Regions from separate parts of the Zea mays genome. Here region 1 is linked to region 2. A link is a contact called in public Hi-C data. All regions are on one chromosome and are shown on one strand. The core of a region is the stretch at or near the end of the contact, and the rest is flanking DNA. Distances in the headings are between cores, read along the strand shown.

Region 1 (6,542 bases), core at 3,135-5,634, 300 kb before region 2:
ATGATGAGCTGAGAGTGGTTAGTTCTCTGATCCATCAACACTCTTGTATCAGTTAGAAGGAGAGTTCTTGTATTTCTGTGCTTTCGTCGTTTTTGGTGTCCATTGTAATTGCCTACTTAGACGATGCTTAAAATTTGGAAGGCTGAGGTTGCTTTAAGGCAGAACCCAAAGTCCTATGGGGCTTGGTATCACCGGAAGTGGTTGCTAAACCAAAAGCTAGCGCCTGTGGATTTCAAATATGAGCTTGGCCTCTTGGATAAACTGTTAAAGGTGGACGCCAGGAATTTCCATGGATGGAATTACCGAAGGTAGGTTTCTGTTGTCTTTGAGTACAGTCAAGATAGTCTGCTTGAATTGAACTCGACCCGCCTCCCCCCAGGTTCCTTGCGAGATTCATGGGTTTGCCAGATGATGAGGAGCTTAAGTATACGATGGATAAAATCAGTGACAACTTCAGTAATTACTCAGCATGGCATAATCGTAGGTATACAATTGTTACTTATGGCCACTCTTTTGAATGATATGCGTATGTTCTTTATAAATGCTTAGACTTTTCGTATGTCCATGCAGTGATGTTAGATATTTTTTGTTCTAAACCTATACTCAGTGACCATGGATGTCGGATGGATTATGATTGATGAAAACAGATGCAATTTAATAACTGCCATTTGAGTGAAAAATGTAGTCTGCTTCACCTTTATTTTTGGCAGTAGTGAAATAAGCGTTAATTACTAGTAAACTAAGCTGCCACTTCGAAGCAATGTGATTGCATTTCATGTTAAACAGCAGACGGGAACTATGAGTTTAGTATTTTGTAATTTGTACTGTAAATTGATATGCTGTAAATATGCTTGTTTCCTGTAATTGGCAAAGAATATTTTGATTGCCTTGTATTACCCTTGGTCCTATTTGTCTCACAGTGTACTATTATGTTTACTTGTTGGTTCTGGTACCAATATTAAAATCATTTGCTGCAATTTCGTTCTCATTCACCTTTTTGGCAGTATACTTCTGTCCAACCTACTAATCCAGCAGAGCAAAGGTTTTGAGTCAAAGCAGAAGATTTTTTCCGAGGAGTTTGAACTTGTTACTCAAGCTCTTTTTACAGATCCAAGTGACCAAAGTGGATGGTTCTATCACCTCTGGCTTTTAGCTCAAACATCTAGTCCAGATAACCCACAGCTGATTGCTTCATGGCCTTCTAATGCTGCAAAGCTCAGTTTCTCTTTTATCAAGGAAAAGGCTGAGCAGCACACACTGTCATCCGTCTGGTCAAGGACTGTACCCATTGTTCTTTATTTTAATGAGCCTGTCAAAGGATTAAATCATTCAAGTGTGAACTTAAAGTCTGATTTGGAGTTCGGTAAGGATATCCAATGGAGGCCCCTCACAATGGCAGACTCTGGGTACTCTAAATGTTGGGCCACATATCTTCAAATTACAAATGAATGTAGCAGTTTGCAGGAATATTCTGTTGAAATGAGCATACCCTGCTCGGATGACATTGTGTCTAGAAGTGGCTCTAACTACAACTGTCCTGTGCATTTTACATTTTACATTGAACTGATCAGCAACAACGCAGCCCAGGGTTTAGATACGTTTGATAAGCCAGTTGCCTGGAATTGCTCAGACTCATTCCAGTCTCATGGAAACCGTGATCCTATCCCTTTGGATCTGCTAAACATTACTAGTGCCTTGGTCGAACATGACTCAGATTGGCATTTTGAAAGGCTGTCTGAGGAGATAGATCTTTTCAGAGAGTTAGCTGATGACAATAGGTTATGCTCTAAATTCGTTCTGAATCTCCTTTTCCATGATTATAACCCAAATGCCATAACATACTCCCTTTTCCAGCAAGTTTGGGAAGTTGACATTAGCCCGGCTATTGCTTGCTTGTGCTGCTATAAAATCCCGTGGAAGATCTCTAATTGAAAGGAAGGGATACTGTGAAGAGGCACTGGGGCTCTTCACTGACTTGATTCACCTGGATCCATCTCATAAGCAGTACTATGAGGATGAACGGAGCTTAGCCCTGATGGATAAGGTAAAGAATGTTTTGAATAGACTTTGCTTAGGGATAATGTGCTGCTGTCTAACTTAACTTTTTCGTGCAGTTAACATGTGACATGGAGACTTTCACGAAGCATTGTTCTGTTCAGGTTCAACCAAATTCAGCTCCCCTGCATCATGTGCAGTTTCGCAGATTGTCTGTAACACGCATCGGATTTGCTGAGCGCCTGTTGTGGGTTCAAATGCTGGACCTAAGCCATAATAGTCTTAGATCAGTCGAAGGTTAGTCTCGGAATCATCTCTCTTATGTCCACTCCAAGAAAAAGCATAGTATGATCTTTTAACTGTAACAAGGCCTGCGAATTAGCTTCCCAGATGCAGTTGGCCTGCGACAGCTTCTCAAATGCAGTTGCAGAAGTGATAACTATATTAAACTAATTTGTATTTTTTAGATAATTGGCTTAGTCATTGGCAAATGCCTGAAGGATAAGATTTGAGAAACAGGCTTTGGGTTGGTAACTTTTTTTTGTTCTTTTTAAGGTTTGGAGGCTTTGCAGCGCCTTGTGTTCTTGAACATCAGCAACAACCAGATCAGTAGTTTCACAGCACTTGAACCCCTTACGAAGATAATCTCACTGAAAGTTCTGGATTTGTCGTTCAACGAGATTGGAGCTCACTCAATTGACACAGCACGGTATATCTGCCCGTCTCCGTTCTCACACAAAACTGAAGCAAGTGAAGCTTTTGAAGAGTACCAGGAGGTAAATAATATCAACGTGACGGAATACTGGGACGCCATATTGTTCTTCAGATCTTTGAAGCTGGCACAGCTTGATATCAGAGGAAATGCAGTTGCCAGCAAGGACGGCTTCAGAACTCTTGTCGTGACGCTCATTCCTTGTCTAAAATGGTTTGATGGTGAAGGTGTCAGTTAATCGGTGGAGTTCCACTTAGGAGTTGGGCAATCTTGGTAGTGTCAAGGCTCACTATGTGAACTATTTTTTGCTAGAAGCCATTGATTTGCTTCATATGCAGTGCTGTATTTGTTTATGCGAATCTGAGACATGATCATGATGTTACAGAGTTCTGAATTTTCAGGATTGAACTGTCATAGGTCATACAAGAAAGAAGATGTTATCTAATTGCAAGTTGTTCTACTTTCAGAATTCTTTAATAAGTTTATTTATTAAAATAGAACAGAGCTACACTGCTACCATTTACATTTTTGTTGTGAGCGTTGCTCTCTTCCAGAGGTTATCTGACGATGATGTTGTAATTGAACTTTGGGAGTTTTGAATGCAGTTTATGTACTACAGATTTTCTCCCGTTCTCTTTTCACAAGGCCTGAAGCTAAAATCCCTTGTCAGAGGCTCTTGATTCTAGTGTCGCAGTCCCAGACTTAACTAGTCCAACAATCTGTAGTTTCTATTTAGATGCATTCTTCTAAACTTCTGTTTTTGTTGATAGCTGTAGCTCTGGAGCTAACTAAAGACTATGTAAAATAAACTCTGCATCATAGTAGAAAATAGAAAAGCTTATGTATGAACTCTGAAGTTTTCTAATAAACAATCCTTCAAAAATAGGAAACACCAATCATGCCTCTCAGTTTCAGATAGCAGAGATGAGCCCCAGTAACTTAGTACATGCGTAGTGTATTCCCTTTGAAGCACGATTCACTCAAAACACAGGAGCGACATCTTCTCTTCAACGGAGCAATCGACCTGGCACGACGACCGGCAGGCGGCCGGGATCAGGATGAGCCCCAGGCACCGCTGCTCCGTCGGAGGCGAGCAGTGGCGGGCGCTGCGGTACTCTACGGCGTCCTGGAGGATGATGTTGCCCTGCTTGTCGATGCAGTGGAACAGGCCGTGGAAGTAGCGGCCGTCGTTGACGCCGATGAGCATCCGCCGGAACAGCAGCTTCCGGAGCTTCGCGACAGACGGTGAGCTGCTGCCCACGGGCGCGGTGGAGCTGTTGCGGTACGTGTCTCCAGAATCCGGGATGGCTTGCGACGGCCCTGGTGCTCCTTCTTCCATTGTGCTAAGGATCCCCTCTGGTAGTGGTAGATGAGCATGGGCATGGGCATGTAACAGGGTTAAAGAAAATTTGGATATGGGTTCTGGTACGCAGAATTACTAGGCAAGATTTTATGCCTGGTACTTAAGGATCTCGATGGCAGGGGTGGATAATTTTCGCAGAAAATTTCGAAACTGGTAGGTAACTGGGTCAGATCCGAATACAGATAGCTTAGCTATGGTTTTGGGTGCTCTGTTTCGAGAAGTAGGAAGGGAGGAGAAGGATCGGGCGTACCTTCTACGCGCTCGTCGCCGGGGAAGACCTGGAGGAGGGCTGGGTGCTCGCGTTCGGGGCCGGGAAGACCTGGCGTGGGTGGTCGTGGCCGGGAAGAAGACCTGCCGGAGGGCGGCGGCGCTCGGCTGGTCGGAAAGAAAATGCGCGCGATAGAAAGGCCCACTATAGCCTGGATTGGACTTGATTATCTAAAGTCTCTTTAGAATTCCTTGGACTCTATCTAACTAGACCTAATGGACCTGCGATCCAGACTTGAGTGGATAGTTAGTTGGGCCAAATTCAAGGCCCAATTTGGACATTTACAGATACCAAGACGAGTGTTTGGCATTGCTGCCAAGAATTAGGCCGAAGTGCCTCGTCCATCAGATCGAGAAAACATCCTTTTTCTCTAAAACATGCCTTGTAAAAAATAATAAGATAGTTAATTTCGCGTTCTTTATACTACGATCAAAGGAAAAAACAAAATCTCTTAAATTATTTTAAATGTCTCTCAACTCCAAACGACAGTCGTCCCCATCAGATCGAGGAGAACGTCCTTTTTCTTTAAAATATGTCATGTAAAAAGTAATAAGATATTTAATTTGTCGTCCTTTATACTATAATTAAAGGAAAAATCAGTCTCTTAAACTATTTGAAATATCTCTCAACTCTAAACGATACTTAGAACTCGTCAATTCTTAACCTTATCATCAATCCTTTAAAAACCTAAACAAAATCCATAGTCAAGGGCATGATTGTGCAAACAATCATTGTGACCTAACCTTAATTTACCTCTATAAAACACATGTACCCACAATAGTATTGGGTGTCATTAATAACTAAACCACAGAGGGACTAGATGCTTTCAGGCCCAATGAGAACAACAACATCAAAGTCGAGTCGCACGATGTCTAGTGCTGAGCCGTGTCACCAAACTTGAAGGCCACCTCAGCAAAGAGGAGGACTAATCTTATCCACCCTTAGCCCCAGCTGAGGTATTAGAGGTTTGGATTGAGCAAGACAATTTTGTCGTCCGCGACATGGTGTGTGGTTAATATTGCTAGAGCAGATATTAGAGGTCAGTGCTGGAAGGAAAATGTGTCATAGAGCTATTTCTACCATGTTTTGGTGATTAAGTATCCAACACACCACATTGGACTGCCAAGATGAATTGAGTATGAGCACAGTGAAAGCATCTAGGGCCCTGGTTGGTTTTAGTGATTAATGACAACGTAATGTTATATGTGACTAACGTGTGTTTTGCAGAGACAAATGGTAAGTTAGGTCGCATTACAGGTAGAAGTACTACAATGGTGAAAACAATCCCGGAGATAAGAACTCGAAGCGACGGCTAAAACGACGAAACAAAAAGTGAAGGACTACGTAGTCCGAGTGTCAAGGAGTTGTGGACACTCGTGATTTAGTTAGGTCTTTTATTTTGTTTTAGCCGTACTATAAAGACAGGGGTTGTCAATTAGTAGTTTGACCAAGAGAGTTATAGTGTAGTGTTGGTGCATATTCACACTCACATATAGTGCTACGTGACACTCTAGAACATACTCACAAGTTAGAACGAAAACCGATTTGAAAAACAGCGGAAAATAGAAAATAGGGTTTCTGACTTTGGGGCACCGGACTGTCCGGTGTGCACCGGACTGTCCGGTGTGCCCTCTGCCAGGTGGGGCCAGGCGGGCCCAGGGGAAGGGTTTTCCCCACGCAGAAACCCGAGAGTGTAAGGTTCCCGAGTGGATTTTTAGTGGTGCACCGGACAGCGCACCGGACAGTGCACCGGACTGTCCGGTGTGCCATCAGCCCAACGGCTAGCTGTCAAAACTAGCCGTTGGAGTCGACCGTTGGCGCACCGTTGGCGCACCGGACTGTCTGGTGTGCCCATGCGCAGAACAGTGCTGGTAACAGCTAGTTGGTGGGTGAGGGCTATTTATACCCCCTCCACCCACCATATTCAGTGTCTTGCTGCCCACATTAATTCCTGCACATTGGTAGAGCATTGCAAGCACCAAAAGCCTAGTGCGAGATTAGAGAATCTTAATCCCGCATTTGGACCTCATTAGCGCTAGCGAGAGCCACCTAGAGCACACACCACTTGCATTAGGCTTCTCTTGGTCAAGCGAAAGTCTACAGCTTGTTACTCTTGGTGATCGGCATCACCTAGACGGCTTGGTGGCGTTGGGAGCTCGGTGATAACCGTGGAGATCTTGTTGGTGACCTGACTCAAGTTTGTA
Region 2 (6,416 bases), core at 1,182-3,681:
AGGGAGAGCAACATCGCCTATAGGTTCCCCATCCTGCTTGACACCAAGATGATATGAATTTGAATTTTCAAGAAACTCAGGCATGTAAAAGAATTCTGGAATAAGCTCTTTGACGTCACTTGTATTTGATAAGCTATTTATGTAAGCGCTCTCAATGCTTTGGAACAAACGATCTGCATGGTCAAACTTGCCACCCTGCACAAGTGTCAGACAGGCATAAATGTAAATAATATGACAAGATCCCTTATTTTGAACTGTGGTGAAATACGACAAGAGAAATTATGTATCGACAAATTCGTGAATAGTGTTTTGAAAATAATAGCTATGTGCTTGAATTTTAAGGAAGCAATGATAAATATTTCCATAATGAGTTAAGTGACAACCTGAAAATTTAGATGCAGAGTTGTAAATGGCTCAAGCCTAAGCATGTAATGAAGAACGATTCCCATGCTAGAGTAGTGAGATCCGTAATAAAAACTGCAGGAAACAAACATGGCTGTTATTGCAAAAAGAGTAAACTAAAAAAGGAGAACACTAACAAATGAATAAAGGTTCAACCTTGGTATATCAGGGTCACAGAAACTAAGATATCTATCTTCAAAAACCTGCCCAATAATGCATTACTAACGTGAAGTTATGATAAGGTGATGATAGCCTACAATTACAAATAAGTACACAATAGTAGCTGCACCTTGAAGCGGTTTTCATCCAACGCACCAACTGGTTTTGAAAGATCCCTGAAAGTCGATGACTTGTTGAAATCAAGCTTTTCAGAGGTGTAATCAGCCAATACCCATGGAAATATAGGATACTGAGTTAAGTCATTGTAAGATCTTCCAGCAAGGGTATTTAAAATCACAAGATACTCAAAGTTACTGATTTCCCTCCTTTTCCATCTTTCCCTGGCATTCTCAGCCATTTCAAGTCCAACTCGCCTGTCCACGAATGAAATGATATTATTTTTGTCTTTGGTACTTCCTTTAGGGAACAAAGCTTCATTCCTAAGAGAAACTAACAAAGTCCCAGCATTTTTAGTATCCTTTTGGGAAGAAAAGTTTAAAAATATAGGTGCAGTTGAATCATCAAAGAAGATCTCCATTGCAGTATATTGCAGTAGGTAGCGTGTCCAATGAACTCCTTTTATCTGTAAACATGTATGGAAGGAGATTAAGAGAGTGAGCAAGTGAGAGGAAAGACTAGGGGAGAGAGATACCTTAGTTATGTTCCACCTTTTGTGACGTTTGATCTTGTTAGACTGGTTTTGCATCAAAACACCATTGGTTTCAATCATACTGTCTCGGCATCCGTCAAGTCTGTCCACACCTCCCAGCTCGTTCTTGCAGTCTGAATCTTTTTTGTCTTTAAACTTGCTAAAAACAGATGATCCTCCAGTTCCTTCAACCAAAAATTCAAAAGAAAAATGCATGACAGTTCGTGTGATATCCAGTTGTCCTGCTAATTTTCGCTTTGGGGTAACAAAAACACAACGAACTGAACATAGCACCTGCAAAATGGACAATGACCAGAAATCAACAATCGTTTTCTGCTTTCAGATGAAATGTATACTAAAGCTTTTTCTTTACCTTTGTATAATCATTATCTCCATTAGTAGATGATGGCTCTTTCTTATAATGTGCAGAAGCATGATGATCAGAGGTATCTGCAGCATTATTAAGGTTTTGGCTCTCTGAAGGATTACTCTGGGAAGATTCACTCGCGTCATTAGTGTCTTCAAATTGTTCGTAACTACTATCCTCTGTGATTCCCCGCACTCCTTTAACAAGGAATTGCTTCATTTTCTGAGTAATTTTGGCACTAATGTACAGCTGGTCAGCTAAAGTTGCTGTACTTTCATTCCTTGACTGTGAAGGCTGACATAATCGTTCATCAAATTTGTAATTACGTTTGAACTTGAACCGCCGCCTCCATCTATCCTCTGTCTTGTCAAGTTTCCAGTGAGTCACAACATCATTTGGAAAAGGGTTAGCAGACCATGGTCCTCTCTCATCCATCAGAGCACGGGAAATATGTATCCACTTATCCTGATACAGAAAGCAAATAGTTATCTCCCCCCTAAGAAAAGCAAGTAGTTACTGCATGACAAATTTTCTCCTTAACAAGCATTTGCGTTGGTTGAATTAAAGAAAGACTCGGTTACCCTGATAATTTGCTGATCCTCGCGGAAAGCAAGTTGACAAGCTGTCTTTCTATTGTCATCCGCTGAAAGCACAGCAGTAATAGTTAAATGTATCTCATCTTCAATGGCCTGCGCTAGCTTTATCTCCGTAGCAGAACACTCGTTAAGCTTCATGCGAAGATCCTGCAGCTTCTTTAAACGATCAGCCTGAACAGCCTTCATGTGCTTAACCTCATTAGCAGCCTGTACACCAATAAAGCTGATCATTGTGAAGGTATAATAGTTAAGGGTGCTTGTGTAATCTTCTGGGCTAGGGTTTTTCTCCTGTATCCCTCGTATACTCTATATATGGTCCTATTGGGGGGGTCTTAATTTTTGCCAACTTTACGAAATTCACTTAACCATCAGTCATTGACAGCTCAATCACTGACATTGTATTTTATATGTCACTGGCAAAAGGTTAATTTTTCCCGACCCTTCCCTCTGCTGCTCTGCCCCCGGGAAGATCAAACTCTGGTCCTAGGGGCGGCCTCGTCAATCTTCGACTTTTGTTTTCAGTCGCGTCTAGTCGTTATGCAGGAGCAGTCAAGCTGGTGTCATGGAGTCCGCACACGGGAATTCGTCGTCCGCGCACCCGTCCGTCAGACGAAGGGGAATCTCCGCGCCGCCGGTTAGAGGAGTTCGCGTGCCGTCCACGGCGCGCACCGTCCGTCGTGGGAGCCTGTCGTCACAGTTCCCATTGGAATCGACGCAGAGCCGTATGTCTTCGTCTTTGTCGTCTTCGCGCGAACATGTGTTTGCTTGTTCGGGATCTGAGCGTCGTCGCGGCGCTCGTCTGCCCATCTCCGCACCCATCCCCGCTAGTCCCTGCTGTCCGCAGGGCCGTCACCCGTACACGCGGCCGGCGGAGCTGTTGTCTGTCGCCCTGTCCGAATTCAGGGGCGGAAGGAGGGAAGGTACCGACCGACCGTCCGTCTCCATCCATCTTCAGGAGCGGAATGGACGTCCGACCACCGCAATCCCCATCTGTGCGGTCAGAGGTGTGCACACATTGGTGCTCTGTGTTTTCTGCCACCTGCTGCTATGGCCTATGGCTGGTGGTCTGCTATGCTGTTCGACTAGACCACTTGGGATCCTCCGTGTGGGTGGTGGTTTCTCCTGTTTAACTATGCACCTCTGGTGGATTTCTCTCTTGTGTCGTCTCTTTCGCTCATCCTATTGAGGCTCTTTTTTTATTTAATTTCATTGCATCAGTCCATTCCAGTTCTACACGCTACAGTTTGTCCATGCGGAGCGGAGTCTATAAATTTATTGTCAAAGCAGTTAACTTTTATTCTTTTTCTTTGGTTAGCTGAGCTCATCTATTTAAATAATCATTATTGATGTGATTACGGGTCGGGTTTAGGTTTTATGACTTCATTTCTAGTACCTTTTACTTTTAGCACCTATTAGCATTCTCGTTTGGATCTCTAAGTGCTAAAGTTTACTAAAAGTGTACTACAAAACTTTAGCACCGTAGATCCAAACAGGTCCTACGTCCTCTTGTCTCTTTCCTAGCTATTTTGTTACAACGACCGTCTATTTATCGTCATCACCATTCTATGAGAGAGTTTGTTTCAGCTTAAAATTGGATTCTAGCCGCCAGAAGCAGCTTTTGGCAGCTAAACGCTCCACTCAGTCCGCTTATGTGAGAATCGCTTTGGTGAAAATCGTTTAATCAACATGAACCTAGAATCTGTCGCACGATGGAAGGAATACGTCCCTTTCTAAACTCTAAACCTTATAGACCACTTCATCTTCCTCCGCACGTAAACCTCACGATATTCAAATTCTCCCCACACCTAGATTCTCTAGGAATCTAGATTCTAAAAAAATTGTTATAAAAAGCTGAACCAAATAGGCTCTATATCACTGCATGTTGTCTTGCAGGAGTGATATCTCTGTTCTTCCTTTAACTTGATTTGATACATATCTTTATTCTTGTAGAGGCCAGAGTTTTCAAAGCAAAGTTCATAGTTGAAGACTTGAAGTACTATTCTATGAAGGTTTGAGGTATTTGCTGAAGTACTGTGTCGTGAAATCATTACCTTCTTGTAGAGATCATTTTCTACATCAACATTTTTTTAAGAGTTATATGGTTCAACGGCATCTTTGATTTTGGATGTACTTCGTTTCTTTTATATTTTTTTAAGTCTAGTGTATAGTATCAACTCTCCAAATACAATGACATTGCATTCATGTTGCATTTGAGAGAGGGTGTTAAAGTATAATAATTGTCAAGGATATCAGTGTAATATTCTAATCTAGGTTGTGTCTCATGTATCCCTCATTACTCTTTACATAGTCCTTATTTGGTATCAATACTATTATCCAATTGGGTCTTTTTTATTTGTTACAATCATCATTTTTTTTTCTCAAATATGCAGGAGAGCTGCATATCATTATATTTAAGAAGAAAGTTGGGCCGAAGCCCTTACAAGCCATGACATTGAGGTTTAAACCCCTCAAAACAGTAAACAAACCTTGAACTGCCTTAGGAAAAAAACAGAAATTAGCCGTGAGGAAGATTAGCTGCTAGGAAAATAAGCCCTTTAGCCCCTGCCATCTCCCACAACCTTCGCTCTTCTCCAACCTGCTCCAGAACAGCAGCAATACTCGGATTGCTGCCCTTGAAGACACACTGATTATTGTGCTTCCATAAGGTCCAAGCACCAAGCAAAACAAGGGAGTTAATCCTCATCTTCATTTGTCCAGCTGCCATTTCACTTATTGTCCTCCACCAGTCCAGGAAACTATCATTTTCTGGTTGAGGGGGACAGAGTATGCAGTCCAAATTGTCTCAACAAAAGGAACCAACACTCCCTTGAGAAAACACAAGAGACCAGTAGATGGTCTATTGTTTCACTTTCTTGTTCACAAAGAGGGCAGCTATCAGGGTGATCCAATCCTCTTTTTGCTAGACGATCAGTTGTCCAACACCTTTTTGAGCAACTAACCGCAGAAAAAACCGACATTTAGGAGGCGGTCAGGTTTTCCATATCCTCTCATACGGTTCAAAAGGAATCGAGCCAATGAAAAGCCCCTCGTAGGCAGATTTCGCTGAATATTTTCCATTGGTAGCCAGCCTAAAAATGTGCTTATCTTCAACATTCTACCTTAATTCAGCAGTTAACAATAAGTTTTAGAGGTGAAGATAATCAACAATTGCCCCCACAGATAGGGCCCCTCAAATATCCGACATCCATGCTCTTCCAGTTATAGCTTCTTGTACTGTCCTTGTATTGAATTTTCTTTTCAGAACAACTTTAAGAAGTCTTGGCGCAATATCAGCCACCCTCTGTCCTTGAATCCATCGATCCTTTCAAAAAAGAGTATTAGCACCGTTTTCGACTTCCGTTTGCATCACCATACTGAAGAAGGCCTGAACCTTGTCAGGAACTTGGATAGTCAAGGATGACCAAGGTCGGTTAGGCTCCGTTTTTTGTAGCCATAACCAACGCATCCGCAGCGTCCAACTCAGCTCCTTAATGCTTGAAATACCAAGACCACCCAAATCAAGAGGTCGACAAACTTTGCTCCAAGAAACAAGGCAATGCCCCCCATTTATCTCTTTGCGACCTCTCCAAAGAAAGCCTCTTCGGATTTTTATCGATTGCTTTTGTGATATAAGTTGGGAGATCAATTGCCATTGCTAAGTAGATGAACATCCCAGTAAGCACAAACCGCACTTGAACTATTCGCCCAACCCTTGTCATCAAGTCTGCCTTCCATCCAGGAAGCTGATTTGCAAATTTGTCGATAATTGGCTGCGCCTGTTCCTTGGTTATCTTCCGCACCGTTAATGGAAGTCCAAGATATTTACAAGGGAAGGACGAAATTCCACACGGCAGCAAACCTTGCACAACTGCAATGTCACTCTCGTCGCAACGAATGGGATATACATTAGACTTCTGGACATTATTATGCAGCCCGGAAGCCACGACGAATAGGTGAAGAATATCCACTATGGTTGCTATATCTTCGACAGCTGGTCGCAAGAAGAGGACTACATCATCAGCATACATAGAGACTTGGTGATGTACAAATCTTGTAGCAAGGGGTTGAAGAAATCATGCCTCTCAGCTGCAGTGACCATTCGCCCAAGCACATCCATGAGTAGAATGAAGAATCAGTGAGAGGGGGTCACCCTGTCGTAGTCCTTGACGATGAACAATATGTTTGCCCGAAAACCCATTTACCATCACTTGAGTGGAAGAGGTTGCAAGCAGCCCACATAGAA

What was found. A called contact is a pair of places that touch in the nucleus more often than the background predicts.
Region 1: a Hi-C map of ear shows a contact between it and region 2, with 2.9 times the contacts expected there. The contact joins the promoter of LOC100280759 here to the promoter of LOC103629637 in region 2. A contact is called at or near these places in 3 of 25 Hi-C or Micro-C datasets (ear, endosperm and tassel).

Annotation. Positions count from the first base shown.
Region 1 is chr6:101,104,983-101,111,524 of Zm-B73-REFERENCE-NAM-5.0, reverse strand. LOC100280759 (sm protein) reads right to left here and starts at 4,384. Exons shown (of 1, transcript NM_001153680.1): 1 at 3,546-4,384. The coding sequence starts at 4,046. The coding sequence ends at 3,684. It overlaps LOC100501641 (Geranylgeranyl transferase type-2 subunit alpha 1), which reads left to right. Exons shown (of 8, transcript NM_001196321.1): 2 at 1-17; 3 at 142-308; 4 at 380-484; 5 at 1,005-1,778; 6 at 1,855-2,044; 7 at 2,115-2,292; 8 at 2,551-3,150. The coding sequence ends at 2,945.
Region 2 is chr6:100,798,469-100,804,884 of Zm-B73-REFERENCE-NAM-5.0, reverse strand. LOC103629637 reads left to right here and starts at 2,431. Exons shown (of 2, transcript XM_020539322.2): 1 at 2,431-3,177; 2 at 4,124-4,373. The coding sequence starts at 2,736. The coding sequence ends at 4,188. LOC103629638 (BEACH domain-containing protein B) reads right to left here. Exons shown (of 40, transcript XM_020539321.3): 29 at 2,159-2,380; 30 at 1,584-2,042; 31 at 1,214-1,504; 32 at 692-1,144; 33 at 559-605; 34 at 384-477; 35 at 1-195.